Regions from separate parts of the Zea mays genome. Here region 1 is linked to region 2. Evidence: chromatin contacts called from public Hi-C data. All regions are on one chromosome and are shown on one strand. Each heading gives the region's core, a stretch centred on a gene start, on an enhancer-like site or on the middle of the called end of the contact. The rest is flanking DNA. Distances are from core to core; before and after follow the strand shown.

Evidence for each region. Hi-C and Micro-C count contacts between places; a contact is called where the count stands out from the background.
Region 1: a Hi-C map of bundle sheath shows a contact between it and region 2, with 2.0 times the contacts expected there. The contact joins the promoter of LOC100283453 here to the promoter of LOC103647828 in region 2. A contact is called at or near these places in 2 of 25 Hi-C or Micro-C datasets (bundle sheath and leaf).

What each region holds. Positions count from the first base shown.
Region 1 is chr2:217,320,459-217,324,602 of Zm-B73-REFERENCE-NAM-5.0, forward strand. It overlaps LOC100283453, which reads right to left and starts at 2,400. Exons shown (of 5, transcript NM_001156354.1): 1 at 2,320-2,400; 2 at 1,569-1,677; 3 at 988-1,205; 4 at 342-886. The coding sequence starts at 2,358.
Region 2 is chr2:217,178,797-217,182,568 of Zm-B73-REFERENCE-NAM-5.0, forward strand. It overlaps LOC103647828 (nuclear transcription factor Y subunit B-10), which reads left to right and starts at 1,846. Exons shown (of 1, transcript XM_008672332.3): 1 at 1,846-2,970. The coding sequence starts at 2,151. The coding sequence ends at 2,768.

The DNA of each region.
Region 1 (4,144 bases), core at 1,150-3,649, 140 kb after region 2:
TCAGAAAGATAGTTAAACAAGTGCAGGATAGCAAGGGAACTTCAATTAGATGGAACTGTAGTTCTTGTTGGTTTTCCTGTTTCAGGAACAGTTTTTATTACCAGGTTCAAATCATGGATACATGAGATAGAGATATACATTTTGCCAATTGAAAATCCTGAATTACTGTACGTGTGTGTGCGCACGTGTGTGTGATGGGTATTCTCCAGAAACCATTAAGCAGTTAACAATTGACCAATACTGGCATGATAGCTTCAAGAAGATACAAAAATGATCAGGAGAAACAAGAAAAAAATGCCATATATAAAAGTGTCTCGTGGTAAGTAACAAAAAAAAGGTACCTAAAATCATCAGAGTGAGCAAGTTTTGTCCTTTGTATGTGGTTGCTCCCGACCTCATACAGAAGACAGCTATCAGCAGGTACTTCCAAGCTCATGTTCCTAAAAGAGGCAACAATAACCTGGAAAATACTCTTCACTGGAGAACCACAAGGCTCATCTTCTTGGAATATTGGTGTTCCCACCAGAAATCCTATCAAAGCAAGACCTATGCATGTAGTGGCGACTCCATATCCAATAGCCCAGCTAACATTTTCCTGAACCCAAACTATGATTGTCCCAGAAGTAATCACACCAAAGATGACACATATATAGAACAAGCTGAAGAAATTTCTTCTCTTTTTTATGTCTAGACTGTTCTCGTTGTTGAACTGGTTAGCACCAAACGGAAGCAATGCAGATCTTACTCCTCCACATCCAACAGCAGTGAGATACAAACCAGCAAAGAAAATCACGGTTTGAGTTCCATTTGATGACAAGCATGAACTGACGTCGCACAAGACTGAAGTAGAAGGCATGAACGTTGCAACTGTAATTAGTACTATTCCCTGCAATGAGCATTTGCATTCTATTATCGAAAATAGTCTACCAAACTCGAAATGGAAAGGTGAATAAGAACAAGCAGCTGAGCAGGAAAAGATTATCTTACAAATAGGTACATGATAAGGGAGATCAAGATGGTCTTATAATTTCCCAAGCAAGTATCTGCTATGGCGGCTCCAAGAATTGGCACAAAGAAGCTTGTCCCATACCAAAGAGATACAGTTGCTGCACTGGAAGCAATACCCCCATGGAGAACTGAACGGAGATACACAACTAGGTTTGTGGCAATGCCATTGAAAGCCATGCTCTCCAAGCATTCCAATCCTGCAAGATTTGAACTGATTAACACCGTCCCGATCAAGGAATGCAGCAGCATTGCAGCACTAATTACAATCCTGCAAGATTTGAACTAGGTTTTAAAAGTTTTTTTTCTGTTTATTCTCTTAGCCGCAGAATCAAGAAGAATGCTAACCATGGATAGGTTAATTACAGGAAACGTGGCAAGGGGGATAGGAAAATCTCTTTGTATACCAGTAGCCAGAAAAAAAAGATCTAAGAAGAAATAACACTAAAGAATATAAAAGGGTGATAGATGCTCTACACAGGAGTTGGTTATCAGACAACTTAAAAGAAGAATTTATTGATACTACACAGAACAAATGTGAGAATTGACATAGCATGACTCACCCAGGATGAGTGCCGGTGCTCTCCAATCAGAGCATTTACTTTTCAGCTGTGACCCTAGATTTGCTTCCAATAGACTCTGTGTTTCCTCGCCATGACATGATGCATCATCCTGAAGGAAGGCCAGGTAGACCATAATGTTTCTCACGGTAAATAAATTTTCGACAGTATCTAACAACTTTCTGTAAGGTCATTGACAACTTTCTGTAAGAAGGTCATTGACAACTTTCTGTAAGGATGTCCTTGACAACTTTCTGTAAGGAGGTCCTTGACAACTTTCAGTAATAAAGTCCAATCATCTAAATTGTGCAGTCAATAATAAGCAAGAAAGAAATAAGAGTTGGATGTTGCAATAGTTTCTCCTGGTTTTCAGTTCCGAACCTTTTACAAGAAACGACTTCACTTCACAATCACATGCACACATCTGCGCATACTTCACGATCTACAGAATTCCACGACAGAGTAACACAAATAGATCGGTCGTGACGAGCAATTCACTATGCACGCCTGTGGGCATGTCACGTCATATGCCCGTCAGCCACAGTTCTAGACTAATTAGCCCCTTTGTGAAACTCAGATAATTATAACAAGAAGACAACATTGTGAGTGGCAAAAATCCAATTATCTCATATCTAAATCGCCGCTTTTGGGATACAAAAGGCACGCAGCTCTAGTACCGGAAACAAACCGTTCCGCGGCAAACAAGAGCTAGCTCCGATTCGGCGGAGGGTAATCGACAGCAGGTTCGCCGTACCTTGACCAGAAGACTCGTGTGCTCGCCACCCTCCTCCATGGCCGGCCCGCGCCTCCAGATCAACTGCGGCTGATCCGAGTCCCTTGCCGACCCACGCCTCCACAATAAATAAATAGGCACAAGTGCGCGCTGTGGATCTGGTAGCGAACAAGAGCGGTTGGTGAGAGTGCGACTGGTAAATCATCATGTCCTGGTAATATGATGGATAAGCTCCGCTCTCTGCGCGACACACGCCGGCGCAAGGGGATAGGGACGAGTGCGTGTGCACTAGATGCGGATAGATCGCGGCGACGGCGACGGCGAAGCGGGAGGGAAGGGGACAAGGGGTAAAGATGACGGCCGAGCTTTGCTAGGCTGTTCAGAGACGGGGACCGTGACCACTCGCGAGTCGCGACCCCTGAACAAACAACGGGGGGGGGGGGGGGGGGGGGGGGGGGGGGGGGGGGGGGGGGGGGGGGGGGGGGGGGGGGGGGGGGGGGGGGGGGGGGGGGGGGGGGGGGGGGGGGGGGGGGGAGCCGGGGGGGGGAAAGGAGCTATTTAGGGCTAGTTGGAAACCAATTCTCAGTTCATATGGATCGAATGGGTTTGAATAAGATTAATTCGATATCAAATCAAAATCTTTTATAATTTTTTTAATTATTTTCGATTTATGAGGTATAGGAATAATCGAAGAAGGTATTAGAATTTCTACTTTTAAAGGGCAATTAGTTCATTTTCCTTTAGACTTTGTTTGATACTCTAGTATTGATCTCAATCTACATGTGTTAAGATGGATTAGATGTAAATTAGTTTAAGTTACACCTCAATACATGTGGATTGAGCTAAATACTAGAATACCTAAACTAGACCTTAGGAAAATAGAAACTTTTTGTGAAAATGGAGTTTTAAACTAGTCTTTAGGTGTTGTTTAGTTCTCCAAATGTAACATAAATAGCAACGATAGCACTCGACTTACCGGTAGTAATAAATTTGAATAGGTCAATATCAATTTCTAGTGTGATATCTGATTACGATCAAAGTTAAATAATAAATAAATATAATTTAATATTATCTGTTACTATTACATTACAAATATATGAAACAAACAATACCTAAATATAAACTCCTTCCTTTGGAGGCTTCGTATTCACCGGCTGCAGGCCCATAACATAGAATTCGTAATTGTTTGGGACTCCATGCAACTTTTGTCAATTTAGACTTGCCGCTCGTAAATATGAGGGGCTATAAAGAAAGGGGTTTAAACCCGGTATTCAAGATTTTTTTTTCCAAACAAACAATACAGATCTACTTTATTCGAACGCTGGAATATGTCATTAGCTCGAATATTTATTAAGAATGTGTTTGATTCTAGGGACTAAAGTTTATTATGTGTTATATCGAATATTTAAAATGTTTATTACGAGTATTAAATAAAGTTTAATTATAAAACTAATTACATAGTTAAAGACTAAACAACTAAACAAATTTATTAAGCCTAATTATTTTATAATTAGCAAATGCTCACTATAACATCACATATGTGAATTATGGACTAATTAGATTTAATATATTTGTCTTATCGTTTAGTCCTCGTATATATAGTTAGTTTTATAATTATATTGCATTTAACTGACATTCAAACATTCGATGTGATAGAGATTTAGTATGAGTAAACACGGGCCCAAGTTACGGAGAAGGTTTGATTTTAAAAAGCCGTGGAGAAGATTAATAAATAATACAATCATAAATACTATATTTTTATTAATATATTTAGTTAAACTATATTTTTATTAATATATTTAGTTGTATATACAAGTTGTATCCTCTCTTTCGAAAATATCAAGAG
Region 2 (3,772 bases), core at 596-3,095:
TTAGTTTGGAGTTTACGTTTAGATGTCTTCCGCTAAAAAAACTAATAGTTGAACTATTAGTTTGATTGTTTTGATGTCTCTATCTAATTATTAGCAGCTAATTATTATCTCTAGTGCATTCAAATATGACCTTAAAATATTGAGTTTGATCTATTAATAAATAGCTCGATGTCCAAGTGTTTTTATTTTTGAAAGTTGAGTTACTAAAATTGTATACTACCAATAAAAATATGTCATAATGCCTCTGCCATTGACGTATGAAAGGAACATTTTTCATGAATGTTGAAACATAGAAATATATATTCTCGTATCTTATGCATGGTACTCCACATAATTGCAGAACATGTATGTTTACCTTAAGTTAGTTTTCAAGAATTAGGTGTGATGTATGTGCATAATTTGAAAATATATAAGTATACTTTGTGGTTACTTACATCATCTTTAACTAACAGAAGATGCTAGAGATTTAAATGTAGACTTGAGAGGATATTCTTATTGTGTTTCATAATATCATAAGATGGTGATTTAGATAAGGTTCCTTAGCTTATCTATAATAATGGCAACGTGATCCTTTTTTTTTAGGAGAGGGATATTTTAGGTTATGTTTCATGGTGACAGGATAGATGCTTGCAATTTAGATATAGAGTTAGGATCATCTATGTTTTTTCCATAATGACAATGCAGCTGTGCTTTAAGAAAACAAATATATATTTCATAGAACGATATATGTTATTATCAATGCTGAGTAGTAGTGTACATCAAATTAATATACTAGATCTTTGTAATTTTCTGAAAAATAGAATCTATTTTTATATCACGTCTTATAATTTTTTTAGCTATTAGCTAACTAATAGTTAATGACTTTTTAGCTATTAGCAGACCCTTAAATATATATTAATGTTGTAATGTAGAGGCTTCACTAATCTCACCAATTAGTAAAATATTACCTTATTTTTTAAAATTGTAATAAATACTTTTAGCTTGTATATAGATACATATAGAGCCGGTTTTATAGGCTCACACCTAGAAATTATAGATTTTGATATATCTAGATATATAGGAATAATTGAAAAACAAAGATATTTTATAGCTTAAAACAAAAGGAATATACCTACAAACAGAAACAATCAAACAAGCAACCACTGAAGTATGTCAAGACCAGTACCTACGTACTAGCGTAGTTAGCATTCAGGCATGGTGGTTCTCAGCGCCGATCGCCGATCAATGGATGGTTCCAGTAGCAAATTTGTTATTAAGAGCAAGTTTAATAATAGAGTTCATTGTTAACTCTAACTCCTTATCATATCGTTTAGAGTTAATAATAAACATACTTATATAATAAAGCTGGCTATAAGATTGACTCTTATATTATTGTTTTGTCTGTTTTCCTTTCATTCTTTTATCTTGTCACATGAGAGTCTGGGTCCTCTATTTTTTATGTCTCTTTTCTTCGCATAAGAAAAATGCTATATAAATATTAAACTTATTGTCTATTTGATCTAAGAAAAAAAAAGTTGATGGTGCCAATTCACGTCTCGCCATCTCCCAAGATATTTGCAGTTGAAACTAGAGTCGTAGACACGTCACACAAGCGGTCAATAGACCAAGGACACGTCAGGCCCACTCCCTCCACGTTTTCACTCCTACGTGGCAGCCACCCAGGGACCACCCCGTGGATCACGCACCCGATCACGCACGCCCTGGCCCACGCGGACGGCCCTGGCTCCGCCACTGTGGCGGAAACGGACGGCATCGGCTAATGGACAAACAAACGGCCGGTAGCGCGACACGTCTCCCCTCGATGCGTTTTATCCCCACGATGCATCCGTCGCGACGAGCGCTGCGCCGGTGCCCCCATTCTCCACTCGGACTCCGCTCTCCTGCCCCGCTCTCCCTCGGTCCCTCCCAGGCCCAGCTTCCAGCTCGCTCTCCGCCGCCGCTGCTATCCCGCTCTCTCTCCTCTACCTCCTATCCTCCCAGTCCCAGCCAGAGCTGTCCTGCTGGTTCTCTGCGTCTGCTGCGCTCCCGCCGCTGCTGCTCGTGAAGTTATTCCTTCGGAGAGGCAGTGTGTTTGGATCGTTTTGGTCAGCCTCCTCGGAGTTGTTTGACTTGACCGGATCGGACACTGTTTGGTGGCTCAATCGGCCGCGATGCCGGACTCCGACAACGACGAGTCCGGCGGGCCGAGCAACGCGGACTTCTCGTCGCCGCGGGAGCAGGACCGGTTCCTGCCGATCGCGAACGTGAGCCGGATCATGAAGAAGGCGCTCCCGGCCAACGCCAAGATATCCAAGGACGGCAAGGAGACGGTGCAGGAGTGCGTGTCCGAGTTCATCTCCTTCATCACCGGTGAGGCCTCCGACAAGTGCCAGCGCGAGAAGCGCAAGACCATCAACGGCGACGACCTCCTCTGGGCCATGACCACGCTCGGCTTCGAGGACTACGTCGAGCCGCTCAAGCTCTACCTCCACAAGTTCCGCGAGCTCGAGGGCGACAAGGCGGCCGCGGGCTCGCAGCCGCCGCCGCCGCCGTCGTCAACGCACAATGGCGCGGGAGTGCCCGTCGGCTACGGCATGTACGGCGCCGGCGGAGGCAGCGGCATGATCATGATGATGGGACAGCCCATGTACCCGCCGGCCGCGTCGTCGGGGTACTCGCAGCAGCCGCCGCACCACCAGATGTCCATGGGCGGGAAAGGTGGCGCGTATGGCCACTGCGACGGCTCGTCGTCATCGCCGTCAGGGCTCCGCAGGCACGACGGGTTGTGACCGTCGCCGGCCGTCCATGCTTTTTGCATGGCTCAAGAGTGAAGGGGCCCGCCGGCGCCGGCTTCTTGCTTGTTGTCGGCAAATAGCGCCGGCCTACTGGCCAAGTTGACCTTCGTTTTTTTCCTTTTCTTTTTGTGGTAAGTAATGTTGTGCTGAATGGAGCCAGTGAACCAATATACGTTCCTTAACCTCTTGGTAATCCCATGATTCGTACCTGCTGCTAAACTGAGCTATGGCGACATTGCCAGTAGCCTTGATACAAATAGGGGTTCAGATTCTCGTACACATGTCAAATTTTCTAACTAGAGTCAATATTGCCTTAAATTGTTTGAAAGTGTTCTAGTGATTTTAAATAGAATCAAAACCGATCCTCTCAGCTCGTATATATATATATAGACACGACCAGGACGGCAATAAGAATAATAAAATAGAAAAAATGTGTTAGTCATAATATACTAGGTTCGCTAAGCATGACAAATATCAGGTTGTCCATGGCAGCATATTTGTATAAACAAACCTGAACAACTTATTATTAGTTGTGCCGAGATAATTTTAAATTTTAAGATGCCACGTCACATGACGACAAGTGTCGACGACACTATTAATCATTAAAAAAACAATGATACCTCTCCATTTTAAATTGAAAGTGGATTTGGACTGACCTGTTAGCTGCAGGATATAGTTTAGTGTTTGTTTTGTTTTTCTTTGGCAATTACGCTTTAATAAGCACAATATGGGTTTGGGGAGGGGAGGCGCGCGCATGCGTGTGCGGATGACAGTTTTTCATCAGGAAGCGTTACATCAAATTCAAGAGACAGCCTCTATCGTCATGAACCTTTCGAACGTACTAGCTTTCGTGCATGGCAATTTGGAACTACTGGTTTTCCCGGCCCAGCTGAAACCCTCGGAATCATGGATGGAATCGTCACAGTAGCACAACGCGATGCCCCAGCTGAAGAACAATGCAGAAGTAGATCCGGTGGCAGAAACACTGGAACAGAATC